Linked DNA regions of Rattus norvegicus: region 2 is linked to region 1. Evidence: chromatin contacts called from public Hi-C data. All regions are on one chromosome and are shown on one strand. The core of a region is the stretch at or near the end of the contact, and the rest is flanking DNA. Distances in the headings are between cores, read along the strand shown. Region 1 has its middle 32 kb from the start of She. Region 2 holds the start of Il6r (interleukin 6 receptor).

Region 1 (5,613 bases), core at 1,847-4,346:
TCAGAGATCTGCCTGCCTTTGTAAACTTAGCTGGGTGGGACCTTATCCTGAGGTTACCGTTTCCCACCACTCCTGGACCTAAATTCACTCTGTCCCAGGCTTGAACTCAGGGGTCTGCCTGCCTTTGTATCGCTCTGATGAACTGGTTCACAGTGCAGCTGCCTCTGTTCCTTTAGATCTGTGAAGCTCCTTATACAATTCATATTGCATTTTATATTTCTGCATAGTTGAGAAATTATACATTTTTGAACTCATATTTTTAGAGTTCTTTCCCACAGCCTTAAGGGCTGTCCTGAAGGTCCCAGTATTTACCATTTGGCTGAGACATTAGCTACTCCTTCCCCTCCTGGACTCATGATGTCTCTAATTATCATAGAGTTATTAACATTAGCAGGGAGGACATTCCTCAGAGAACCATGAAAATATGTGCAGTATTATACAAACACAGCAGCCATCCACTCTTCTATAGGCCCATGCCTGCTGGCCCTGTCTCAAGGGCAGGAGCCATGTCCTTCTGTCCCCACCAAGGCCATGCCATGGCAGGTGGCAAGAAGCATCTGAAGGCCCCAATTCCGATGAAGCTGGAGTTGAGCAGCACCCACCGCCCTTCACCTGGACCCAGCTCCCTCAGCACAGCTGTTCTTTCCTTGAGGTTGCTCCTTGCCTTGAAGAAAGTAACATAGGAACCAGGTGTCCCTTAGGGTGGCCAGGCTGTGTGGGTTGTAGGGAGAGTGGGCTGTGGGGCCAGGAGTCGGGAGAGAGCCACTTCCCCATCTGCCAAGTTACCGAGCTGCACCCTGCAGAAGATGAGGGAGCAGATGGCGATTCTTGTCAAGGATGTAAGGTGCGCTCCGCTCTGGAAAGTGTCTGCTAAGAAGCACTCTATTTGGTTTTGAAGACACGAGGGAAAGAATGCTTTCTGCAGATCCCTGGGGAGTGCAGGTTCCACTGCAGTGCATGTTCTGTGTGAGGGCTAGGTGGGCGGGATGCAGAGGCAGAGCCTAGCGGCCCAGGGTGAAAGCTCAGAGCTGAAGAACACAGTACTAGGGATGTGACCACCTGGTAGGATGCAGCCCTAGCACACGTAGGACCCTGGGTTTGACCTTCAGCATCACACACATTGGTAGTGGTGCACAGCTCCAGAGACACCTAAGGTGGGGGGTATCAGGAAGGTCACGAGACGCTTACACTCCTGCAGGTAGAGTGGTCCAGGATACCCAGGTTAGTTAAGAGGTGGAATTAGACTCCAAGCTTAGGTCTTCTCCACCTCAAGTCAGGTGCTGTTTCCTTACTATGAGCTCAGGTCCCATAGCTATTGGTGACCTTGATGGCTCCTTCTGCAGGCCTTGTGCTCTCCAGTGGACTACTTTCCATCGAGGATCCGGGTTTCCTCATTTGATTTGTCAAACTTCTGTGTGTGTAAGCTAAGGCTGGCGGGCGGCCAGCCAGGAGTCTGATCCCTCAGGCGAAGGTATGGCTCAGACACCTTCAGGGGTGACCTGAGGAAGCCAGAGCACAGGAGGGGGCCACTGAGAGGAAGGACAGAAATTGGTTTCTTAAATTTTTTTCCACCTTTGGTTTTCCCGAGACAGGCTTTTTCTGTGTGGCCCTGACTGTCTTGGAGCTTGCACTGTAGACCACAGCTGGCCTTGAACTCAGATATCTGCCTGCCTCTGCCTCTGCCTCTGCCTCTGCCCCTGCCCCTGCCCCTGCCCCTGCCCCTGTCTCTGCCCCTGCCCCTGCCCCTGCCCCTGCCACCTCTGCCTCTCCCTCTGCCTCTGCCTCTGCCTCTCTGCCTCTCTGCCTCTCTGCCTCTCTGCCTCTCTGCCTCTGCCTCTGCCTCTGCCTCTGCCTCTGCCTCTGCCTCTGCCTCCGCCTCTGCCTCCGCCTCTGCCTCCGCCTCTGCCTCCGCCTCTGCCTCCTCTGCTTCGGCCTCCGCCTCTGCCTCCTCTGCCTCTGCCTCTGCCTCTGCAGTGTGGTGTGCACCACCGCTGCCCTGGCCAGTTCCTTAAACTGAACCAGGGGCTTCCCTTTCACTCCTGGACTTGATGTGAGACTTTGCTGCTTATTTTGTATACACTTTAATGGGCCTTTAAAAATCCCTCCAATTCTGTCCTGGATCTCAGGGCTCTGTCACATGGCGGTATGGAAAGGCAAACACCCTAAGAGCCCAACCCGAGAGTCTGAGTTGGACCTTACACAAGCAGCAGAAGACAAAGTTTTGTTTCTGGAAATTTCTAATTATTTCTCTTAAGTTCCATTCCCAGCTCTGCTGGCCTCTTTGGGCCACACAAATAAAATAAAATAAAATAAAATAAAATAAAATAAAATAAAATAAAATAAAATGTGTTAAAATCTTGGACTGGAAAGAGGGCTCAGTGGTTAAGAGAACCAGCCACTCTTCCAGAAGGTTAAAGTCAATGGAAAACCCAGAAATCTCGGAAATGTTTACGTGGAGCGCTTGGAATAAAATCACAGCCGTTTCTGAGAAATATCTCTCAGTTACTTGAAGCACCTTACTGAGAAGGTCTTTACTTAAGGGGAAGAGTCTTCACCACGGCTTCCTGTGGGTGTGTCGCACAGGGGATTTATAAACTTGGGTTCCTTTAGATCTCATGAGATGAAAGCAGACGGAGCACTCCCTAAGAGACTTTTGTTTCGTTTTATTATTTTTTTCTGGACAGAGTCTTGCTATGTAGCCCAGGCTGGCCTGCAGTTCACAGTTCTCCCCTCTCAGCCTGCCCCGTGTGGGAGTTACACCAGTCTGTTATGAGAGAAACAAACTCTTGGCTTTAGGGGCTTGTCTTCTCAGCTCCTGAGTCCACTTGTATTCTCAGGACTCCCCCAGTCCCCTGTGAATAACATTCCTATTTCCACTTCTAGTCAACTTCCCCTGGCGCCATCTTCTGGCCTAGGACCCAGATGTCCTCTGAACTCTGACTTGCAGCCTGGAACTAAGCATGACTTTCCTTTATTTTCCCATCTCTTGCTTGGATTTTAACTAAAGTCTAAATATAGCTCTGAGACACTCTGGGCTTTCTTATTGGTTCTTGGCCACCAAACCAAACTCAAAGGGCAGGGCTTCCTCCTCCTGGCAGCTGACAGAATCTCCAGCTTTCCTGCGCGTTTTGAGTCAGAGCCCTGGCTGTCCTGGAACTCACTCTGTAGACCAGGTTCATGAACTCACAGAGTCCCGCCTATCTCTGCTTCCCAACTGCTGGGATTAAAGGTGTATGCCAACACAGCCAGCCTTGCTCCACTGTCTGTCTGTCTCTTGTCTGTCTCTTTCCTTCTTCCTTCCTTCTTTCTTTTTAAAGATTTATTGATGTATGTTATATATATGGGTGCTTTGACTGAAGATGTGTCTGTACACCAGAAGAGGGTGTTGGATTTAATTGTAAATGGTTGCGAGCTGCCTCAGGGTGCTGGGAGAGCCTTGGAAGAGTAGCTAGAGAGAGCTCTCTCTAGTCTCTGCTCTGCTGTGTCTCAACCAAACTATAATATGAGATTTTCTGGAGCTTCCACAGCAATGACAAAAAAACCAAAGCAAGATCCCTAATACTTCTCTCTTTCTCTTTCTCTCTCTCTCTCTCTCTTTCTTTTCCTCCTTCTTCTCCTCCTCCTCCTCCTTCTCCTTTTCCTCCTTCTCCTCCTTCTCCTCTTCCTCCTTCTCCTCCTTCTCCTCCTTCTCTTCCTCCTTCTCCTCCTCCTTCCTCCTTTTCCTCCTCTTCCTCTTCCTCCTCTTCTTCCTCTTCCTCCTCTTTCCCTCCTCCTTTTCCTCCTCCACCACCTCCTCCCCCTCCTCTTCCTTTTCTTCCTCTTCCTCTTCTTCCTCTTCCTTCTCTTTCTCCTCCTCCTTTTCCTCCTCCACCTCATCCTCCTCCAACTCCTCCTCCTTCTCCTCTTCCTTCCCCTTCTCCTCCTCTACCTCCTCCTCCTTCTCCTCCTCTTCCTTTTCTTCCTCCTCCTTCTCCTCCTCTTCCTTTTCTTCCTCCTCCTCCTCCTCTTCCTCTTCTCTCATTGAGATAAGAATCTCAGGTATCCAGTTTTCTCTGAAGTAGAGAGTGGCCTTGAACCCCTTATTTCCTGTTCTTACTTCCTTCTCTTATTTACTCCTGGGAGTTGGGTGGGGCACTACCCTAGCTAGGCTGTTTCTGGCAGCAGTACAGGGACTGGTGGCTCTTCATGGGGACAGCGGCCTCAGACCTGAGCTACCTCCAGCAAAATAGCCTGAGAACAACATCTGTGAAGTCAAGGTGGGCCCGTGCTTTCTCTTTTCCTCTATGTGTATTACATGGCAACATTTTCCATGAGCATGGTTTCTATAATGAAAGGAAACTTCATTAAGAAGCTATAATCTCGTCTCTCTCTTTCTTTGTTCCACTTTTTGGTTTCTTTTTTTTTTTTATTTATTTTATTTTTTTGGTTCTTTTTTTTTTTTTTTTTTTCGGAGCTGGGGACCGAACCCAGGGCCTTGCGCTTCCTAGGCAAGCGCTCTACCACTGAGCTAAATCCCCAACCCCTCACTTTTTGGTTTCTTGAGGAGGATCTTCTATTATGTAGCCCCAACTGTGTAGAGACTCCCTCTGTAGACCAGGCTGGCCTTGAACTCACAGAGATCCACCAGTCTTGGCCTCTCAAGTGCAGGGATTAGAGGTGAGTGCACTGTGCCCCGCCTCCCTCTATTTTTAATAGGCTGAACTGTCTCAGAACAGTTGTCTATGAAGGCCAGTACGTACTTGTGGTTCCAGCTCCTTGGAAGGCTGATGCTAAAAGATTACTTGAACCCAGGAGTATTTGGGCAACGTAGCCAGACTCAGTGTTTAACAGTCACTTGGGCAGCACATACACTAAAATTGAAACAGCACAGAGAGAACAAGTGTGGGCCCTGCCCAAGGACATGCAAATGTAAAGCCCTCTTTGTTTCTAAAAACTGACCAACCAAAGGACCCAGCAAGGGAACAAAGTGGCTATAGTCAGTCTCCCAAAGACAGTGGTCCTGGAGGCGCTGGTAGGTATGAAGTGGCTCGCACTACCCTCTAATAAAGCTTGATGCTCTGTTTTTAAAAGACAAAGGTTGTAGAAGCCATGTTTTAGTTGGAAACTCAGTTTAAAATAATCCAAAATGGGGTTGGGGATTTAGCTCAGTGGTAGAGCGCTTGACTAGCAAGCACAAGACCCTGGGTTTGGTCCCCAGTTCCGGAAAAAAAAAATAAAAAAAAAATAAAAAAAAATAAAAAAGATAATCCAAAATGAATACATCTTTGTTATCTCTCTCTTACTTATTTATACTTAAATAAAAAAGATTTATTTATTATATATAAGTATGCTGTAGCTGTCTTTACACACAGCAGAAGAGGGCATCAGATCCCATTACAGATGGTTGTGAGCCACCATGTGGTTGCTGGGATTTGAACTCAGGACCTCTAGAAGAGCAGTCAGTGCTCCTAAGCACTGGGCCATTTCTCCAGCCCCTATTTATACTTTTCTGAGATAGGTTTTCATCATGTGGCCCAGACTGGCCTGGAACTTGTTATGTAGAGCAGGCTCTTAGTTCTCAGTAGATGCTTCTTCTTGTCTACCACACCAGTTCATTCTTTGACAAGTCAACTG
Region 2 (5,613 bases), core at 1,424-3,923, 54 kb before region 1:
AGGTGGGAGACATCATACAGGGACTTGATGCACAACACTAATACTTTGTATATCATAAATTCTTACTGTACAGATCAGTAAAAAAGGCTCAGAGATGAAGCAGAAACTTATGGTGCTTTGGAAAGTCAGTTGTACAGGATGGTGTTTGGCTGGGGCAGGCACATGGAGGAGTGTTTTCCTGAAGCAGACACAGGTGAAAGGATGCTTTGCTAAAGCAGACACATGAAAGGATGCATGGTGAAGGACTCTTCTCTAACTACATGCGTGTACTGGTTCACCTCGCATTTCACTGTTGAGCTCTGTTTCTGACTCCGTAGAAAGAAATGTACTGAAAAACTTCTGGTGGTGTTCTGGCAGCTTCTTTGAGGACATGTGATGTTTGGAGGGAGTATAACTAGGACTCGATGGACTGGGAGAGGGAGGAGCTTGCTTGCATAGCTAGCTTTGCAACGCTTCATGGTCTTCTTCAATGATTTTTTTGCTTTGTTGGGAGAGTCAAGGCAAAGAACTTCTCCTGGCCTAATCACTTCTGCTGACTGGTGCAGGTTTGGCTGAGGCCTGGCTGTTTCTGCTGGATTGTACCACTGCTGATTTGTGTTTTCATCCCTACACAACCGAACTGGACTGCTGGTATAGCCATGAAGTACTTGTGAGTGGATCGAGCTGCTGCTGCTGACTCCTGTGAACTGAATTACCGATTTCCTGACAATGCAGATGGGATTTGCTCCAAGGAACAAGTTCTAAACAGGTCCACTTCCCCTGTATCCTAATACCTTTATTTTCCACTGCCTATGGTGGGTGCTAGGCTAGAAGGGAGGTTAAAGTGTTTAGGGAGCATTATTAAAATTAGGGTTGAGAAAAATCTAAACAACACAGAGAAATTGTCCAAATCCTACAGCTAGACCTGGGACGGGAACTAAACCATCTGACTAAATAGGACATTCTCCACCCCCACCCCCAACCCCCAGGATCAAAACAGGGGGAAGCCACTTGGGCACAGTGGCCAGGTCATGTCTGAGACGCCTGCTCTTGCCTTCAACATGCCTTTATTGACCTCTATCTGAGCTGGCAGCCCTCTGTAGCCTTCCTGTTTCAGGCCAGCAATTTGTCTCTCTGAAATTATTTTCAGGTCTCCATTTACCACAGAAAGGAAGGAGGCACCACATGGGAGTCTGTTGGAAATTAATTTTATTTTTGAGATAGGGCAAGTTCCACAATGCTTGCCTCTTTCCTGCCTTGGCCTCCAGAGTGTTGGGATTACAGGCGTGTAACTGCAATCCCGTTTTAAAGAGCAGGAGAAAAAATTATGTATTTCTTTTTTTTTTTTTTTTTAGACAGGACCCTCAGACTCACTGTTATCCACCCGCGCTTCTGCTTCCCAAGTGCCTGCATCAGCACAGGGAGAGGGGGACAACCATGCCTTTCTTTCTGTCTATAGGCATGACAGCCATCAAAACCAGTCCACTGTCCTGGGTAGAGGTTTGGTTCTGCCATTGCTTATGGGTGGTTTACACAGAAAGCGTTGGATGCGTAGGTCTGAGGTCTGCATGTTGAACATTGTTGCTTAGATAAAGTCATGTCTTATTTAGGGGTTCAGCCAGAACGCACCCCTTCCAGTTGCCCCATGGACTCTAATCAGTCTAAAGCCCAAAATGGAAGAGTACATTATAACATACTGGTGTAGGTCCAGGGCCCCTCGTCTAAATTTTATTTTCAGTGCGTTTCTTTCCCTCCGCCTTTGCATGGGAAGATGCCCCGTAGCTTCAAGCTCTGTGGCGTGGAAGGGAACCGTGGTGGGCTCTGGTAAATGGCAAGCAGTCAAGTCACGTGGGTAGTCAAGGCCAGACTCCTCATTGAGTACTTGGGGTCCACATACTTAGATAGTGTTTCCAGGAATCTTCATAATGGGCTTAAAAGTAAATCTCTAATAGGTGAGAAAACTGAGATTCCCGGATCCAGAATAGTAATCTTGAGGATGTGACTCATGTGTCTCTGTGTCAGTCTCAAAAGCGCACACTGGTTTCGTTGCCTCTGCAGCAGGCTTCAAAGAGCTGCTCCTCCGCTGGAAGGTGAGAGCAAATCTTTTTCTCAGTTTTTTGGATGCCTAAGTTTTCCCTCAGATCAATTAAATCACAATCTCTGGGGTCGCAGCAGATTTCAGATTCCCTGTTTGATTCCTGTAAGCTCCCGGGACACTGCCCCGCTCTCTACTTTAACAACTAGAGCCACTGGCTGGGGCTTATGAAAGCAAAACCCAAACGGGGGCGCAGAGGGAGGAAAGGAGGGGGCTAATTCCCCTTATCTCAGCGTCAAAACCTGGGGCGGGACCTTGGTGGGAGTCCCTGGAGGCTCAGGTGTGGCGCGGTTGCAAGAAGTAACCCCCACGGAGCCCTGGGTGATTGCGCCATCCTACTGGGCTTTCGTAACTGCGAGCCGGGGCTGCCAAGAGGAGCTTCAGCACCGGTTCCTCAAATGTTTCGCTGTTGCCAGGACTGCCCGCTGCTGTGCGTCACGTGCAAGTGGGAAGTCACGCCGACACAGAACTGAGCCACGCCGGGGCGAGCGCTCGCAGTGCGAGCTGAGTGTGGAGCCCGAAGCGGACGGCGGCTGCTGTCGCGACTCCAATCTGCCGGCCGCCCGGCCCCGGCTGCGGAGCTTCTCCGCCGCCCGCCGCCCCACGTAGAAGGAACCATGCTGGCCGTCGGCTGCACCCTGCTGGTCGCCCTGCTGGCCGCGCCCGCAGTCGCGCTGGTCCTTGGGAGCTGCCGCGCGCTGGGTAAGAGGAGCCGGAGCGGGCGTGGGGAATGTGACACTGTCTGGTTCCGTCGGCAGAGTGAACCCCGTCGGTACCGTGTGCCAGCCTGGGGCTGACCCACCTGTGCTGACGCGGTCGGTGGAGCTTCGTGCGCCCCCTGTTGCGTCTAGCGCCTTTCGCTGCGTGCTCCTGTGTGTGTCTGGGCAGTTACCTAAAGTCTGGGTACAGGACAGTGTGTTTTCCTGGAACCTGACTCTGGTGTCTGGTTCCCAGTGTTCCCACAAGTCTTACTCAACTGCATCCTGGGTCGCTCCAAAAAGAGATACCCAGAAGGCGCGCCCTAGTGGGGTAGTAGTCCCTTCTGAAGATTGCTGTGTGCCACTGGCTCTTTTTGCTTTAGTGGTGGCACCTCGCGTGGCTCTCCTTAGTTCTACTACTTGTTATGTGTGTAATGACAGTGACCTGACGGTGAAGGGTCTGACTGACATCATGGGCTCTGAGTCACTGGTGTTCCCACCTCACATACTTACACCTTTAGCCAACTAGCCCCAGCATGCAGATTGCCGACACCCATGCCACCCCAGTCCTGTGAGTTTGATAGCAAAGGATGTGGGACCTCTTAGAACTGTGCCACCGCCCCTGCTCCAGCCCTCCCTGGTTAGCAGGTGGACCAGGCAGAGAGAGGGTAGGGGCACTGTGTTTGCCTTCACTGCACTCTGCCTTGTGGGTCTAGGCCTCTCTGTGGGCTCTGGCTTCAGGCCCAGCAGCTTTCCTGGTCTCTTCTGGAGGAACTGGGAAACTGCTTCTCTGCAGGTTATTTTAGGCACCGAGGACTTATTCGACTGGATAGAGAGAGAGCGCCAAAGGACACCGGGGAGAGTTGTCCACGATGGTGCTGGTGGTAGAGACAGTCAGTGACTGACAGGCTTTCTTTCTGCCTGGAAGGCAGAATCACTTAAGTTTGGCTTGGTACCCCTGCATATATTTTCTTTCTTTCTTTTCTTGACAGGGTCTCACATAGCCCAGACTGGCCTCAAACTTACGCCTCTTCTGCCTCTATCTCTCGAGTGCTGGGACTTCAGGTATTAACCACCACCCTGTATTTTACACATATATTTAATCCTCTACTGGCTTGACATAAAACTTTGCGGGCGGCCTGAGATCAAGAAAGGTGTATTGGGAAGCTGTCAGGCCCAGGTGCTGGAGCCCTAGCCCTCCGTGTCTCAGTGTTCCTCTGTGGTAGGTAGATCCCCGGTGGGCAGAGCTGAGAGCATCATTCTCATCTGGTGGGATTCTGGGGCAGAAGGCACTGATGAAAGAGAAGGTCCTCACTTAGCCCTTCATGGTGCCAGGCAGGACTGAGGCCTTCTCATCCATCTCCTCCATCTCGGGAGGGCCTCTCTGTCTGTCTCAGTTACTACTCACAGCACAGCCCCGAGCGAGCGAGCGCCCCACCACCACTTCCCATTGTTCCTCAGGAGCTGCAAGGCACTTTGGAGACAGCGAGTTCTGTTTTCCTGTGGCTCAGAAAGGACACCCAAGGACAGGAGGGGGTGGGGTCTTCTGACCCAAACAGCATTTAGAAGGCAGAACTGGGAGTCTGGGGAGGAAGTGAAAGCCCTCCCAGCTCTGAAGGAAAAGGCAGAGAAGTAGAAGTCCCCGACCCATCTCCCACACCCACACTTGCACAGTTACAAACTGGAGAGTAACAATCAAGAAACAAGCATCAAACAGGAAGTGTGGAGCAAATGACTGTGAGATGTTTGACTTTAGAGAAGTGAGGCCAGCTGGAGATGGCTCCCAGGGGAAACCCATGGGTGGGAGATATACATAGATATATGGGTAGGCGAGATAGCTCAGCGCACACACACAGGCGCGCACACAGACACACACACATACTCACACACACACACTCACACACCTCCATCCATCATCCTTGGTGGTTTTGCCTCCATGTATTCATGTCTGTGTGAGGGGCAAGATCCCTTGGAACTGGAGTTACAGTTGTGAGCTGCAATGTGGTGCAGGGAATGATTGAACCTGGGAAGAACAATCAGTGCTCTTAACTGCGGAGCTATCTTTCCAGCACCAATAGGTGGGATCTTTACAGTTTGCTCCTCCAGGGCCTTCTAGGACCCCTCTGTGTCTTCCATCTAGGGTTCTGGACCAGCCGAGACTGAGACTTCTGCTAGGTCAAACTTTCTAGGCGCTGTTGACTGAGGACAGGCTGGGCATGGGCGGCCTCAGTTCCCCTTCCTTTCTGCAAGGCAAGAGAAAACATGCAGCATCAAAGACGCCTAAGTAGCTAAATCTCTCAGCTTCTGAACTTCCTTTGGGGCAACTTCTCTGTCTACAAAACCTGCCTGCATTCCTAGCCTCACCCTGAATCAGTATTTTTCTTTTTTTTTCTTTTTATCGGAGCTGGGGACTGAACCCAGGGCCTTGCGCTTCAGGGCCTTGCGCTTGCTAGGCAAGCGCTCTACCACTGAGCTAAATCCCCAACCCTGAATCAGTATTTTTCTGAAGGGTAAGTTTTTATCTAGCGTCAGATTTCAGCTAGGAAGGCTAGATCCTTGTAAGAATCACAATTTTTAAAACATTAGGGTTTTGTTTTGTTTTGTGTTTTGAGACAGGGTTTCTCTGGGTAACCCTACCTGTCCTGGAACTCACTCTGTAGACCAGGTTGGCCTTGAACTCAGAGGTCTGTCTGTCTTTGCCTCCTGATTGCTGGGATCAAAGGCCACAGTGCCCAACCAAAAATGACAATTCTTGACCCCTGGTCATTTATTAAACCTGCATCAGAAGAGCAGAGAGTGAGGTCTACACTTTCAAAAACAAAATTGTTCCTTGTGATCCCT

Evidence for each region. A called contact is a pair of places that touch in the nucleus more often than the background predicts.
Region 2: a Hi-C map of the A7r5 cell line shows a contact between it and region 1, with 2.1 times the contacts expected there. The contact joins the promoter of Il6r here to the enhancer-like site in region 1. A contact is called at or near these places in 7 of 12 Hi-C or Micro-C datasets (the A7r5 cell line, Schwann cells, frontal cortex and 3 more).

The regions. Positions count from the first base shown.
Region 1 is chr2:177,588,979-177,594,591 of GRCr8, reverse strand. It overlaps a transcript of Il6r not described here. Among named protein-coding and RNA genes, the nearest start is that of She, 32 kb to the right of the region's middle. Within about 2 kb of position 3,096, at least 21 of the 93 cell types and tissues checked have an H3K27ac peak or open chromatin away from gene starts, as enhancers often do. A contact at or near this core is called in the A7r5 cell line, where this site is marked.
Region 2 is chr2:177,642,269-177,647,881 of GRCr8, reverse strand. Il6r (interleukin 6 receptor) reads left to right here and starts at 2,673. Exons shown (of 10, transcript NM_017020.3): 1 at 2,673-2,776. The coding sequence starts at 2,692.